Linked DNA regions of Sus scrofa: region 2 is linked to region 1. The links are chromatin contacts, called in public HiChIP or PLAC-seq maps. All regions are on one chromosome and are shown on one strand. Each heading gives the region's core, a stretch centred on a gene start, on an enhancer-like site or on the middle of the called end of the contact. The rest is flanking DNA. Distances are from core to core; before and after follow the strand shown.

Region 1 (3,118 bases), core at 550-3,049:
TGTCCGGACTTTCCCAATCGGAGTTTGAGGCCCCTAAGCTGGTATCAACCCCAGCCTATGCTCGCTCTTTCCTTCCCTCTCCTTGCCCCCTCTGCCTTTTGTACGCCAATTCTCAGAAATAAAGATCTTTTGTCCGTTTTTTTAACCTCGGATTCTGTAATTGGTTCTTATAGTAACAAATAAAAAGCTGTTTTCTTCAGCTCCTCCTGGCTCAGCTATTCTCTGCTGTGTGTGTGTGTGTGTGTGTGTGTGTGTGTGTGTGTGTGTGTGGTATCTTTGGGAAAATAAAGGACAAAGGACAATAGAGGAGGTATAGATGGGGGCTTGCCTGGGGTAGAGCTTTATGAGATACACAGCCTGGGACAGGTGGCCTGTTCCATCTTGCTTTCCTGTGGGACCCACACTGCTCCCCAGCTCTCTGTGGTACTGGAGCCAGAGTATCATCTTGGCTGAGATTCACTCAAACCCGTTGAGATGAGCTGGTTCTCAGAATGACTGGTGGCTTCCATAGGAGTGTGAGTGTGTGAAGGTGCTTCTTTATTTCCCAACTTTTAAACTCCTCTCTCCCTTTTACTTGGGGAATTCTGGGAGTTGCGAGGTTGGAGCAAGATGTAGTCCACCTCGGGGGGTGATGTAGGGTCATACCACCTAATGCTGGTGTATTCGCACAGACTGCTGTTGCAAGATCTCCAAGGCCAGCAACTGCTTTGATATTGGGGTCCACTCTAGTGCCATTTCCTCCCTTTTTAGGTTTGGGAGACAGATGAGACGCCTGAGCTAGTCCCGACAGGAGGAGCACCTCAGGAGAGAGAACAACAAATTAAATCTATTGTGTGCTCCTTGAGCACTTTCTTTAGAGATGAGAAACAACCTCAGCATTTGTGACTTGCTCAAGGCTAAAGACCTGGAGATGTTTACCTTAGGTCCTCTTTACACAGTCCAAAGTTGTGGGTTGGTCAACAACAGCAAGAGTTGCCTAGCCCAGTTGAGAGGCCCCTCCATCTCGTCCCTGTCCCAAGGGTGTCCCCAGCTCCCTTACTCTCCCTGGCCTGAGCAGCACCTCCGGAGTTTGGGAGGAATTGACCACTGTAACAGTCTGGAGGAGGCCAGCACCCTCCAATGTCTTTACTCAGTTGCCACCGTAGTAGTTTCTGCCGCATGCCTTGAAGTGGGCCGGTGGCTCTGGCGCCTGATGAATACACTCCATGCAGCCCGCTGTCGCGGAATAAAGGCCATCTGGCTGTGGCCCCCCTGAAGTCCAAAAGGTGTCCGGTGTGGTTAGGGCTCCCGGCCAGGGCTGGGAAGCCGTCGCAGAACACACTTTCTGGGAGAAGACCGACAGCAGAGGAAAAGAGTAACAGCCCGAGGAGGTTGAGAGCTTAGGGACAGCCAGGGTATCCTGGAGATGAAGGATCCGCCTTTATTCACCAGGTAAATAGGGGGTTGCGGATACAGTCTCGTGGTCTCTACTGCCTCTCGAAGGGAGGGTACAGCCTGCCCACCACCACACAGCAAGGAAACTGCCGGCTGTCAAGGATCGGACCCCGCAAGAAACTGCGCCAACCTTTGCGGCTGCTTTCTGAGTATTCAGGATCTTTGGGCCAATCAACGCCTGATCAGCTCAGAGCACACCAATCGGCTTACCGCGTGCAGTTACGCATCGTAGACGATTTCCCTAAAGCGGGCCGAAACTTAACTCAGGCTGGAAACGGAACCTGAGTGGAAAGCGCTCGGGTTTCGGAGGAGTGTGCCGCGGGATTGGCCGGGGCTACGTCACTTCCTATCGGACGGGCGGAAGTCGCTTCCGAGCGCGTTGCAATTTGTAGGAGTGAGTTCCGGTCGTGACCGAAGTGGCTGCATTTTGTTAGTTCCAGAGAGTGGCGATGGCTGCGGTGGATTCTGATGTCGAACCGCTGCCTCGTGGGGGTTTCCGCTGCCGCCTCTGCCACGTCGTTACAGCCAACCGTAAGCGGTGGCTAGTAAGGGGGGGTGGTCGTGGACTTCAGTCTCTGGGTCCTGGCGAAAGTTAGGGTTATAGGTCATGATTTTTGCCAAATTGATTGGTAGGATCTCACCTCGGTTTTCACTCCACAGTCAAGGGGTTACAGAGTGGAGAAGGGTCCCACTACCTGACCCCTCAACTTCCCTGTATGCGAAATCTCCACGACGGAAATTTCGTTATTTTGTTCATTCTTTAACTGTCATTTATTGGACATCCCCTTTGTGCCAGGTGCTCCGCTGTGCTCTAGGGCGGGAAAAGGGGACATAGAGATGAAGGAGCTCACTCTCTAGAGATGGAGACAATTTCAGTGCTCTATAGATGTGTTTGGAAGGCTGCGGGCTCACAGACATGGCAGTAATTAAGTGAGGGAGTTTTCCAAAGGCAGAGATGGGTGCAGTAGCCTGGTATGAATGGAACGTGGGTTTGGAAAAGGAGACAAGGTGCTTTTTATGACAGCGCAAGGGGCTCAATGAAGTCTCAGATTCCACTTGTGAGGTGGAATCATAATCTCCCCTAAACGTGAGCTTCCATTCATCTTTTTCTTTGTGAATGGCGCTACCACTGCCCAGGAGGGCAAGTCAGAAATCCAGGATAGTCTTCCTGAATTTCAAATATACATCGCTGACATCAAGCAGCTAATTCCAAATGTAATAAAAGTAAAAATAGCAGCTAAGTTTTCCCCCATTCACCATGTACCAGACTCTTGGCCAAGTGCTACATATGAATAATATCTATGTGATAGGTACTTTTATCTCCATTTTATATCTGAGGAGTACGCACAGCAAGGTTAAGCAACTTGCCCAAGATCTCAGAGGTGGGATTCAATTTTGGGTAGTGTGGCTTCTGATCCTGCTCTTGTAATCTCTATACTATACCCAGAAATGATAAATGAGAAATAGTCTGGGAAGTTCCTATGGCTCTGGTTAATGAATCTGACTAGCATCCATGAGGACGCAGGTTTGATCTCTGCCCTTGCTCAGTGGGTGAAGGATTTGGCATTGGCATGACCTGTGATGGAGGTCGAAGATACGGCTGGGATCCTGTGTGGCTGTGGCTGTGGCATAGGCCAGCAGCTACAGTTCTGATGTGACCCCCGAGCCTGGAAACCCATATGAC
Region 2 (2,844 bases), core at 254-2,753, 38 kb after region 1:
CCGAGAATTGTGTGCCTTGTGCGTGCTCGCGCCTTTCGCAGGGCGTGGCTGCCGGGGTGGAGGTGGCGAGGTCCCTCCAGGGAGCCTGCTGCTGAGTGCCCTGCTCCGTAGAGTGGGTTTGTGGAAAGGCAGGGTGGGATCCTCCCATGGCAATGTGCTCCTTCGAGAATGACTTGGACTTTCCAGAGAAAAAGGGATCCAGCTAGTTACCTCTGCGTCCCCAGCATAGCGCTGGGCTCCCAATAATCCACCCCCCACCCCACCCCAGCAATAACTGGTTTTGAAAGTTTTCTCTACTAGACTCCAGCCCCTGACTGTAGGATCCCGTGCTCTTCTGGGTGCAGCCTAACAAGTGATAGGAACTGGGTTGATTTTTGTGGGACACAGTGATGCCTGGGGTGCAGGGGCTGGGGGGTGGTGGCCTGTGGCTACAGGTGAAGTCAAGGGAGTGGGGAGGAGGGAAGGAGGGAGGCTGAAGATGCCTTGGAAGGCCTTTTAGGGCCTCCTTGCCTGTGCTGGGTCTAAATTAGGGGAGTAGCTTCTTTTTTGTTGGCTGTCCCTGCGGCATGGGCATGCGGAAGGTCCTGGGCCAGGGATCGAACCCAGGTCGCTGCAGTGACAAGGCCAGATCCTTAACCTGCTGCACTACAAGGGAACTCCTGGGGAGTCAATTCTGCTTTCATTCTCCTGCCCCCCATAAGGGTGATCCCAGGGGCAGGGTGTGGCACTCACTTCCTTTTCGAAGCTGAATGGGGAAGCTTCCTAGTCCCTGGCCCCCAGGGATGCTGGGCTGGGCCAGAACTTGGCTTGCGTGTGGAGTGGGAAGTAGAAGGGAGTCCCAGCCTTAGGGGTACTGCCTTGTTCCTAGCTGTGCGATGAGGGGGACTGGGGAGAGGACCTGGGACCGTGAGAGCTGGACTAGCAGAGGACGAGGGTTCTGGAATATCGCTAGCGAGGACTGGAGGGTGTCTGAGCCCCTCCCCAAAGCCCTGTCCTTAAAGGTTATCTGCTGGGACATTGTTCAGAGAACCGGGACACACGGGGAGCCACCAAAGTCCCGTGGGGCTTAGTGCTACTCTGGGGTCCTGGCCCGGGTTACCTTTTGAAGAGCTAACCCCGCAGAGCCGAGGGTTTGCTTCAGGAGGGCGAGGCTCCAGGTCCAGGGATCTAAGTGGGACACAAGAGAGCGATCTGTGGGAGACCTGTGGAGGGAGAAGGCCAGCATCGGTCAAAGGCAGGGAATAGGCTGGGGGTCCCTGGGGTCACCTTAGTCCCAGGGGGCCGTGGGTGGAGGTGCCCGGGCACTGCCGGGCTGGATTCCTTAGCTCATTTGCAATTGGCTGGCTGGCCCTGGCAGAGCACGCCACTCAGAGCCTGAGGAGCTGGTTTGAGGGGTTGGGGCAAAGCTGTGGGGGTGGTGGGGGTGGGTGGGGCTCTGGGGTGTGGTCACCACCTTCCTGGGAACTTGGGAACCGCCTGGGGACAGGCAGACAGACTGGGAGAGCTAGTCGGACTCCTGCCCTGCTGGGAACTCTCCCCTGCTGGCTCTGTGTCCCCCACCCCCCACTCCCAGAAGCCCCCAGCTTCTCTCCCTGGAGCAAGGCTGACCGTTTGCGCATGCCCTGGAGAGAGGTTAGAATGGGACCTTTTGGTGGGTGGGTATGTAGGGCCTTCTGCTCTTCCTTTGGTCCCCCATGGGCTTCATCCAGACGCCCAGGGAGGGCAGCTGGCATTTCCCTGAGCTGCAACCATCCCACTGGGTTCCCAGGCCTTCCTGAGCATGCGCAGTTTCCTCCAGCCCTGGGCAAGCCTGCGGAGGTGTGGGGGCCCCGTGGGTGGGCCACAGCGGGCTCAGCAGGAGTGTGTGTTTTGATGGAGCCCCTCTTCTTCATCAGGGGGACAGCTGGGCTGGGCTTGGGTCTGGGGTTGCTCTTTCACCGTGGTGTCAAGTCCCTGTAACCACTTGTGTCATAGCAGCGAGATACGTGTTATTACCTATGAGGGGGGTGTCTCCGGCTGTGCGTGGTGGTCCTGGATGTGTCACCTCTGCTTGCCTCTGGGGCTCACGGGGCAGAGGACAGCAATGGCACTCCGCCCTGGTGGTGGAGGTTTCTTGGGGCTGCAGGGGTTGTAGGTAAGGACTAAAGTAAGTTTCTCCGGCCCAGAGGGGTTCGGGGGTCCCGGGGTTTGTGTCCGGAAGCCCCAGAGAGAGGGTGAGCACAGCCCTGGGATGAGGCCCTGGCCGATGGAGTCCGAGCGAGGCGCTGCACACGGCCGGTCAGGGAGGGGCATCCTGCTCGGTCCCCGGGGGCCGGAGCGGAGGTTCTAGGGGAAGGGGAAGCGCCTGGCTTTGCGTCCTGGCCGGGCTGGGGGCGGCTCTTTGGCAGCTGGGCCGAGTGGCCGGGCCCCAGCCCCTGCACTAGCGAAGCCCCGCCACTGGGCGGAGAGCTTGGCCTCCGCCTGGGCGGAGGGCGGCTCCCAAACTGATCCACCCCCCAGGGTGAGACTTCGCCGCTCTCCTCGCCCCGGCTCCTCCCGCCCCCGCAGGAAGACAACCCCCTCCGAGCTGGGGTCTTAATCCCTGGTGTTGTGGGTCAAAGCCCATTCTTTTCTGGCGCGGTGATCAGGCGTGGAGACTTCCTGCTGGGGAATGTAAGCTGTCCCCAGTTCCTGCCACAAAGAGAGGGGAGTCCCTCTTAGGGAACGAAAAAGGGATTTCTCTCCCCGCAGGAAGCATGAACTTGGAGCTCTGGGACTAGGAGTGGGAGGGGCCAGGGGACAGAGGTGGGGACAGGCGGCAGGGCGGAGCCCAGAAATCCGCCGCCGGCTGGGGTGGGGGTAGGG

Evidence for each region. HiChIP or PLAC-seq counts read pairs in DNA pulled down with a chosen protein or histone mark.
Region 2: a contact with region 1 is called in an H3K27ac HiChIP or PLAC-seq map of alveolar macrophages. The contact joins the promoter of AHNAK here to the promoter of TUT1 in region 1. A contact is called at or near these places in 2 of 47 Hi-C or Micro-C datasets (liver and retroperitoneal adipose tissue) and 1 of 2 datasets of contacts at active chromatin or transcription factors (alveolar macrophages).

What each region holds. Positions count from the first base shown.
Region 1 is chr2:9,146,764-9,149,881 of Sscrofa11.1, forward strand. TUT1 (speckle targeted PIP5K1A-regulated poly(A) polymerase) reads left to right here and starts at 1,800. Exons shown (of 10, transcript XM_005660796.3): 1 at 1,800-1,965. The coding sequence starts at 1,884. It overlaps MTA2 (metastasis-associated protein MTA2), which reads left to right. Exons shown (of 18, transcript XM_003122622.5): 18 at 1-203.
Region 2 is chr2:9,185,481-9,188,324 of Sscrofa11.1, forward strand. It overlaps AHNAK (neuroblast differentiation-associated protein AHNAK), which reads left to right and starts at 1,504. Exons shown (of 10, transcript XM_013994215.2): 1 at 1,504-1,632.